Linked DNA regions of Anser cygnoides: region 2 is linked to region 1. Evidence: chromatin contacts called from public Hi-C data. All regions are on one chromosome and are shown on one strand. The core of a region is the stretch at or near the end of the contact, and the rest is flanking DNA. Distances in the headings are between cores, read along the strand shown.

Evidence for each region. Hi-C and Micro-C count contacts between places; a contact is called where the count stands out from the background.
Region 2: a contact with region 1 is called in a Hi-C map of liver, with 2.2 times the contacts expected there. The contact joins two enhancer-like sites. A contact is called at or near these places in 2 of 7 Hi-C or Micro-C datasets (both in liver).

Annotation. Positions count from the first base shown.
Region 1 is chr3:33,919,837-33,923,871 of Taihu_goose_T2T_genome, reverse strand. The region is part of intron 1 of TMEM63B (transmembrane protein 63B); the gene reads left to right. Among named protein-coding and RNA genes, the nearest start is that of MRPL14, 8.3 kb to the left of the region's middle. Within about 2 kb of position 2,346, at least 2 of the 3 cell types and tissues checked have open chromatin away from gene starts, as enhancers often do. A contact at or near this core is called in liver, where this site is marked.
Region 2 is chr3:34,209,728-34,213,762 of Taihu_goose_T2T_genome, reverse strand. No RefSeq gene overlaps it. Among named protein-coding and RNA genes, the nearest start is that of VEGFA, 50 kb to the left of the region's middle. Within about 2 kb of position 1,947, at least 1 of the 3 cell types and tissues checked has open chromatin away from gene starts, as enhancers often do. A contact at or near this core is called in liver, where this site is marked.

The DNA.
Region 1 (4,035 bases), core at 1,097-3,596:
GGAATTAAACTAGCAGTGGCAAAACTTCACAGTGCACAACGCTGCTCGCCTGGATGTGCAGGCAGGGAGCCACTCCGGCATCTCCCTGGCTGCCCAGAGCTGACCTGAGCCGGTGGGGGCAGACTGAAACTTGTGCCTTTGCAGTTACTCCTGTAAGCAGCTGGGGAACCATGCAAAAACATCCTCAGTTTTAATCCTGTGGAACCCTCGAGCAGGGACAGGACAGATGTAACTCACCCAGGAGGAGCGGGTGGGCATGGGCCTGCTTCCCAGTGGGCGTCTGCATGCGTTCACCCCAGCAGGACCCTGCCAAGGTGAAGGCCCAGCACCCGAGTGGCTGGCCAGCGCTGCCCAGGGCCTACGTCTGGTGATGTCCTGCGGTCCTGTTGTTAACACGATGTGCTCCAGCCAGGCCTTTGGGCTCCAGGCTATAACTGGACACGCATCAAGCCGTGGCTGAGGCTTTCTGGTAAAGCCACTGGGACCGCCCTCCCTGTGCCCCTTAGGAGGGGTGGAAGCTCAGAAATCGATCCGAGCCTCTTAATCGTCCTCTCCAGTCCATTTGGAGCTGGTAAGTGCGATGGCATAGAGGATGGATCCAGGAAATGACAAAGGGGAAAGGAGCCAGGAGGTCCATTACCCTCTTGGTGGGATGGGAGGTGTGCTGAGTGTTTGAAGGCAGGAAAGCAATAGCTTTCTCTGAGAAGGAGAGGAAAATGCGAGGTTCTAAAAATGAGCCTGGCATGGAGAGACAGCTGGGCTCAGCCAGGAGGGAGGAATGGAAAATGCGGTGGTGGCTTTAGGAGGAGCCAGGAGCTGGCACTGGTTGTTCTGCCTGGATGGGCTTCAAGGCTCTGATCCGCCACCATATGGATGCTCAGTTCAGCAGCATCACTGCGGGGTCTGTTTCTAGCTGCCTGGTGGGGGTATGCCTTGGGCAGCAGAGAGTGCTTCTTGCCTTCTGCTGCTCAGGAGCCTAGCTCCTGGACAATATCCCAAAACAAGAGGTGGTCACGTGTGCCTGGGCTTTGTAACCCCTCTCCCACCCAGCCCTGCTTTGAGACCCGTAACAAACTTTGTTGTGCTCGTCTCTGCCTGCCGCCGAAGGCAGTCAGATGTCCTTGCTGCCTACATCCCCTGAAATCCCATTCCTCTCTCCGTGGGGGTGGCAGGGTGGCAGCTGGGGGCTGTGCTTGCCAGAGGCCCACCAGCCAGCAGCGTCGTGGTCCCTCTGCAGGAGACAGGCACTGCCTGAGCCCCCCTGTCACAGCCCCGTAGCAGCCAGCAGCCCTCCATCGAGCTTCTGGAAGAAGGTCACGGGCTGTCGGGAGGCTTTTGGAGACCCCACATTAAAGCAGGTGTTGAAGACCATATGGCACTCGGTGCTTCCAGAGCCTGGAGCACGCTGAAAGGGGATGTTCGTGCTCTTGTGTGGTGGATCTAATCAACAGGAAGATCTACCCAGAGCTTAGGGGTCTGATATAAAAAATATATATACTGAGCATGCCCTCGAGTATGATCCCATTGGTGAGGGAGCTGCAGGTGATCAACCACAGGTCACCCTTCCACTGTCTCCTGATCCTCCCATGACAGGAGGGGGATCCAGAGCGCTCATGCTCCCTTGACTCATCTCACTTCCACCGAGAGAGCGCTTGGTGTTGGTAAACAGCGTGTTATAAATAGGTGGCTGATGCTATATTGGGAGCTTTGCCTGCTGTCGAGCGCAGGCGTCGCAGGACCTGGGCCTGGGCGCCGTGAGCACGGCTGTGGTGTGATGAGGCCGCAGTGGGCACGGCTGGGAAGCTGCCTGAGCACCAGCTCTGCTCCACCTGGCCCTGGAAAGGTGTCCCCAGCCCTGCTGATGTGTGGATGGGGGCACTGCGGAGACCTGAAAGTGAGCGGGATTCAGCAGGAAGGAGTGATGTGCACGTGGCTGCTTCGGGCTGCAGGTGTTTAATGCGGAGACAAGGATGCCACAATTTGCAGTAGCGGGGTAAAGCTTTGGGCCCAGTCACACATGGGTGTCCCTACACGTGTGCCGTTTTCAGATGAAACTCAAAACCCACAGCATTGCCAGGACCACGGATGTCTGATGACCTGCTGTAAGCAGGAGGTGACACGCGGGTGTAAGTGCAACGTGGAGCCCAGCAGGGTCAACCGTGGCCCCAGCGTTGCACCCTGCCCTCCGCCCCACGTGCGGCGGCTGGCCCTGATTCCCCTACTCGGGATTCCTCGGAGGCTTTGATCGGGATGCCAGTCAGGTGGCATCAGAGCAGGGCAGGCTGCCAGGGGGGAAATTCCAGCCTTGCTGCTTGCTTACGGGGCTGTGGCGCGATTACCCTGACAGGCCTCGAGCACAAACAAGCGGGCAGCTTGGCGGCGGCCGGCCGGCCTCACGGGGGAGGCTGGAGGAGGTGCTGCCCTCCTGCCTCCTTGTACTTTTCCACGGCCTGGTTTAAGGCAGGTAAACCTGCCTGGTGCTCTGCTGGAGTGTCGGGCTGGCCCCTCGGAGCCATGAGGGCGCCTAGGAAGCGCCAGGCTAAAGGCCCCCTGGGAGCATGCTGACTGGTTTGTGAGGCGAGGCGGTGGTGCTGTGCCTTCTCCATTGACAAAATGTCCTTTAAATGGTTCCTACCTTACCTCTGGTGAGTGGCACGAGTCTTTCTGCACGGTGATCTGGAAAGGGCGTGCTGGGAGGACTGTCATCCATCACACAGTAATGGAGCTCTGCGCTTCGTGTCTGGAGATCGCCTTCCCAGCAAGAGGTTTTGGGGGGGTGGTTTTTTTCCTTTTCCGTTGTTTGTTTTTTTTTGTGGAATACCTATGGGGTATTTTGGAAAAAAAAAAAGGCTCTATAACAGCAACAGAAATGCAAAGGCCGTGTTTGTTGTGTGTGGCAGCGTTTGCCAAGAGCCTGATAAGCCCTGACGCTAACGCTGATGATGTGTAGCGAGTCTGGCAACAAGGTTCAAGCGTGTCCCGGTATGCAAAAATGGGACAGCTACGAGGATGTCTGAATGTTTGTTGATTTAAGTGGGGTAAACTGAATTTCATCAGAACAGTTGGCGCTTCTCGAACTGCCGTGTTTATTTAAAAACAAAGAAAGCTCGCTTTCCTCTTCTGCTGCAGACAGTTTGAACGCCATGGGAGGCAGCCGTGCTGGAAGGTAATGGGAAATGAGAGGGTAGGCCAGGGAGAGGGGACAAGGCTTTAGGTGTTTGGCCCCACTGTGACTGAAACAGTGCTCTGTGACCTCTCAGGGTATGAACACAAAGGCAGCATGTGGCAGTTGTCGCTGTAAAGTGTACCACAGGAACCTATTTCTCATCATCAGAGACAAATTCTGGTTAAGCTACTTGATCTTTGCTGCCTCTACCATGAGATGCTCGACTGGGGCTGGGCTGATAACCAGTACACGTAGCCTGGGGTCAGTGAATGGTCTTGGAAAACAGCTGGTGCTTGAAGCAGAGCACAGTGCTCGAGTCTGTCCCTTTTTAGGCAAACACTTTAATTTAGCTGTGTGTTTAAGTTGTGATCACTTCAGTGAGAGCATTTCAAGATAAGTGTGTACTTAGGAGCTTTCCTGAGCAGGGGTGATTTCTTTTGCATGAGGATCCTTGGAGAAATATCTTCACAAGCATTAGCCCGTACGGCTGCCAAGGCTAGATTTGTGTTGGGAGAAATACTGAACAGCAACCTCATCTGGGTTATTAATTAGTAATTAAACTCTGAATGCCATTATCCATTAATTGTTGCTATACTCCTGCTACTGTGATGCGTTTGGGAAGGCCAAACTTTACTCCTAAAAGGAAAACTCTGGAGGGATTGTTTGCTGGTCTGTCATGTTGCATTAGAGGCCGCAGCTGCAGCTTCAACAGGTGATTTGTCATTTCGTGTAGTTGTCCTGTTGCGGTGTGTTGTCCTGATTCAGAAACGAGAGATGGAACAGCACGATCATCCTCTCCAGCATGCCATCCGGCAGTGATCAGCCTCCTTCAGGTCAAGTCAGGATTTCAGTGGTCTTGGTATGTGCGA
Region 2 (4,035 bases), core at 698-3,197, 290 kb before region 1:
TGCCAGGGGAAATTTCCATTGACATCAATATCTTGTTATTTAAAACGATGCATTTAATCAAAACATCTTTTAGAAGGAAAAGCTATGTTTAAAAACATTCCAGCCAGCATTGCCTGCAGACACGGGTTTCAGCCATGGCCCTGCTGGGTGGGGTATGAAGGTAAGTAACAACATCAGGCAGAAGCAGCTTCACCACCGTGACTGATGGCATGTCTGCAGTGGGGTGGGATGCAGCTCTCCAAGCACGTGTCACCCGCTAACTCCCTCATCGTAATTCTGGACTTTCTGCTGGGACCTTGCCACCCCTCTTCGCTTGCAAAAGGTCAAGCAGTGGTCTAAGTCATGGTGTTCAATTTGCTCTTCCCTTCCACCTTGCTGTTAACAGCCAGCAAATTTCCTACAGGATCCCCATTGAAAGGGTCCTCAAAACAGCGTCCTGTGATCTCAGGGGCAAGCAAACATCAGCCTCAGTCCAATTCTTGGACGTCAGCTCTGCCCCTTGTTCCCGGATCATTGAGAGCTGCTGGGTTATGCTGCTTGCTTTTCACAGCCTCCTGTTTATCTCACCTTTGGTCCTGCTCCGTGTTTACAGTTAAAGCTGTTCATTCAAGTGCCATATACTTTGTCAGGATTTGCTGAGGGAGCAAAGTTCCTCAGGCAGAAGACAAGAGCAGGGGAAAAACAGCCTGTGGCTGCTACACTTGTCTGTTGCTTGCTTCAGGGAGGTTGCTCAAGACAGGCTGGCAGCTAATATGTACAGAAAAGATAGCAGTAGTAGTACGTCGGCAAAATTTGGAGGCCTCCGAGACTCTCTTTTATTCTTGCTTCTCAGTGATTTCTCAGTGTCTTTATGATGATGATGCAGCAATTGAAGATTTTACTTCCAGCATTTTATCAGGAATGTCTTTTTTATGGTTGCACTAAATTCTTAAATAGAGATGGGGTGACTGCTTCTGCTGCCTCACCCCAGCACTTCACATTTACAGTCTTACATATTTGTGTTCTAGCTATGGTAGATAAAATGATATAAATAAATAAAAAGTAACAGGGAGAAAACATCTCTTTTACTTGGACCAAATCACACACTTTGGTAAAAAAGACAAACTTTCAGGCACCCAAAAGAAGGTTTCTCCTCAGTCACTCACATCCCACAGTAATATAAAATATTAAGACTCAGAGCTTTAGTTCTTCAAAGAAGAAAACCTTGGTGAGCTGGGATTTTTTGACAAGATCCTTGATATCTATGAAAGTCAGGCACAGGCCTCCAATGCTATGAGAATCCCTTGGTCATTGCTGCAACTAAAATCCCATGAAATTATTTGGGATATGAGAAATTCAAGGCCGCAAGTGAAAGGCAATAACCTGTTGCTTAAGAGGTAAATAAAGCAGCACAGAAGTGGGAACCACTGGAGGAGAATGTTAACTTAGTCAGGGCCATGAATATATATCTGCATATTAAAGGGCGACAAAAATACTGTGTGAAAGTCGAAAACGGGTGATTGTTTATATAATTTCAAAGGAACCCTTGAAATAATATTTACAGAGGGTCAGGAGAGGAGAATCGAGCCATTTATCCAGGAAACCGTACTGAATAAAAGTGGAAACAGCAACAACGCTGTGCCAGGGGTCAAGACCACGCATGGGCGTAGCGTTTCCACCGCTTCCGTCAGCCTGGCAGTGACGGCGGGGAAGGGAGGTCCTGCAGGTGGATCAGGCCTCATGTTGTGGCTCAGGCCTCACGTTGTGGCTCAGGCCTCATGTTGTGGCTCAGGCCTCACATTGTGGCTCAGGACTCACATTGTGGCTCAGGCCACATGTTGTGGCTCAGGCCACAGGTTGTGGCTCCCGTGGTGAGAGCAGCCTTCACGGAGCAAGACCCTGTGCAGGTTAAGAGTTAGTTGCCCTGGTAGGCAGCATGGTATAAACGTGAAGGATTAGAGCTAAGAGACTGAGATGAGGTGACACAGTTTGTTGTATTTTCTAGATCTTGAGCCTGAGGAATCACAGACTGGGTTGCAGGACAGGCCCATAAGTAAGCTATCCCTGTCCAGAAGAGCCACTGTCATCTCACGTATGCACAAATACTACCTACTACAGGGACTGTCATTCCTGGAGTCCCTGCTGTCCAGGTACATCATTTTGGTGACCCAGAGGGATCCTTTTGGGTGCAGAAGGGTGATGCCTCCCCTTTAGGATGTTACTGTGGCTGTCAGAGCAGCTTCTGCCCCCTGAGCTGTCCCACCAGAGCTCCCTGAAACCTCCTGGGTGCTCACATGAAGCTCTGGCCAGGCATGCTCCCCCATGACTGAGCCCCAGCAAATTCCCAAGCCTTCAGCCTCAGGCAGGCTCACCCTCCCGTGGGACTTCTAACTTCGTCTTTTCTTCCATCATCCTCCCCCCTGCAGACATTGCCTTCCCCAGGCTCATTCCTCCTCAACCCCTGCTCCTTTCCAAGAGAGACTGCAACGGTTCATCCTGCCCAAAATACTTAATTCCCGTATTTCCCGTACCGTTCTTTTATACCCTGAAATCACAGCCTCTTTTCGCACCAACCACTCCCTGCTCAGGCTCACCATGGAAGGTCAATCACCTTGCTGAGCATTAATCAAGCTTTCTTGGCAGCCTTCCCCAGGGAGGGGACCCGGTATTCTTACGTAGCCCACGTGCTCCCAGGGCTGTGCCAGTCCAGGGTAGGCAGCAAGCGGCTGAGCTGCTGCTTTGGTGGCAAGCTACGTGACATTTCCACAAAGACGCTTCTTTGCTTTCCCCTCAAGATCTTCCCAAAGATGAAATAACGCAACACATGCAGTACTGTGTTATGATGGAGTAGATGCTGGGGTTGTGGTGAGGGAGAGGGATTGACCTCACAAGGGTCACTTTAGCCAGTTTTCCTCTTTGCTTATTAAAGGGAAAAATCCTTCCTTTTGCAAGTAAGTGTCAAGAGGTGAGCCAGGCTTGCTGAGCCAGCCATCACCGGTGTCTGTGAGGAGTTTGTGCATCGTACCATATACTGTTGGCTGTTCAGTTGCACACAAATGTGGGCCCTACCCTCAGATCTCAAAGAAACCTTTCTGTCCCATGCCCCAGAAAGCGCACAGCATGCAGCAAACCTTATGCCTTTACTCCAAGACACCAGGCTGCCGTGTCTCTGGAGATGTTCTCAGTCTCCGTGCTGAGACCGAGGAGGGAGGAGAGCATGGTCATTGCTCTGAGCTCCGCCTTGGCTTGTGACTTGTGGCCTTGGAGGGTGCATGTGTATCACGTAACCACATGAGGCTATCTCCTGGCACTGTGTCCCAAGGCAGAGGGATTGTGGGCTGCATCCCGTGTTGTTGTGTTTTACACATCTGGAGGGAGACCTGCATATGTTCTGGTAAGTGGGCCTCCCGATGGGTGCTTCAGCCCTTGCTGGGAGAGTAGCACAAGTTTTCAGGAGTCAGGACCTCTTCTAGGGCGCAGCAGGATCTGTGGGCACAGGACATCTGGCACCTTTTTATTTCTCCAACACAAGGTCACCTCTAGACAAGGTTATGGGCCTTTGGCCTGAGTGGAACTTCCCACCTACTGGTTCCCCAATTTAATTGAGAATTAGTTTTCAGCCACTTCCCCTCAGCTGCCACTCTGAGAAGCTCTGGTCCATGAAAACAAAGCGCTTGCCTTAGCCCCATGCGAGAGCTGGACATGCCAAGCAGATAGCCAGTCGGCCGTTTCTTCCCATCGCTCCGGTGGGGGATCGCAGGATGCTTTGATCATGTCCCCAAAGTGAACACAGCCGGGCTGTAAATCAGTGTCCCTGCTGCTTTGGACTCTTTCCTTCACCCGGTACCACAGAGAGGAGAGACATGTTTTTCTTCTCTGTGCCAGGGTGAGCCAGGGTGAAACGTAGACCTGGCAGCTGGGCCAATAGATATCTCTGTGCCATTCACTCTTAATTTTGCAGAAATTTTCCACCTTAAAGACCCATCTCTCTTCTTCTCTTCCAGGTGAATCATATAGGCAAGAGGTCAGGCACTTTCCTGTCTAAAGAACAACCAC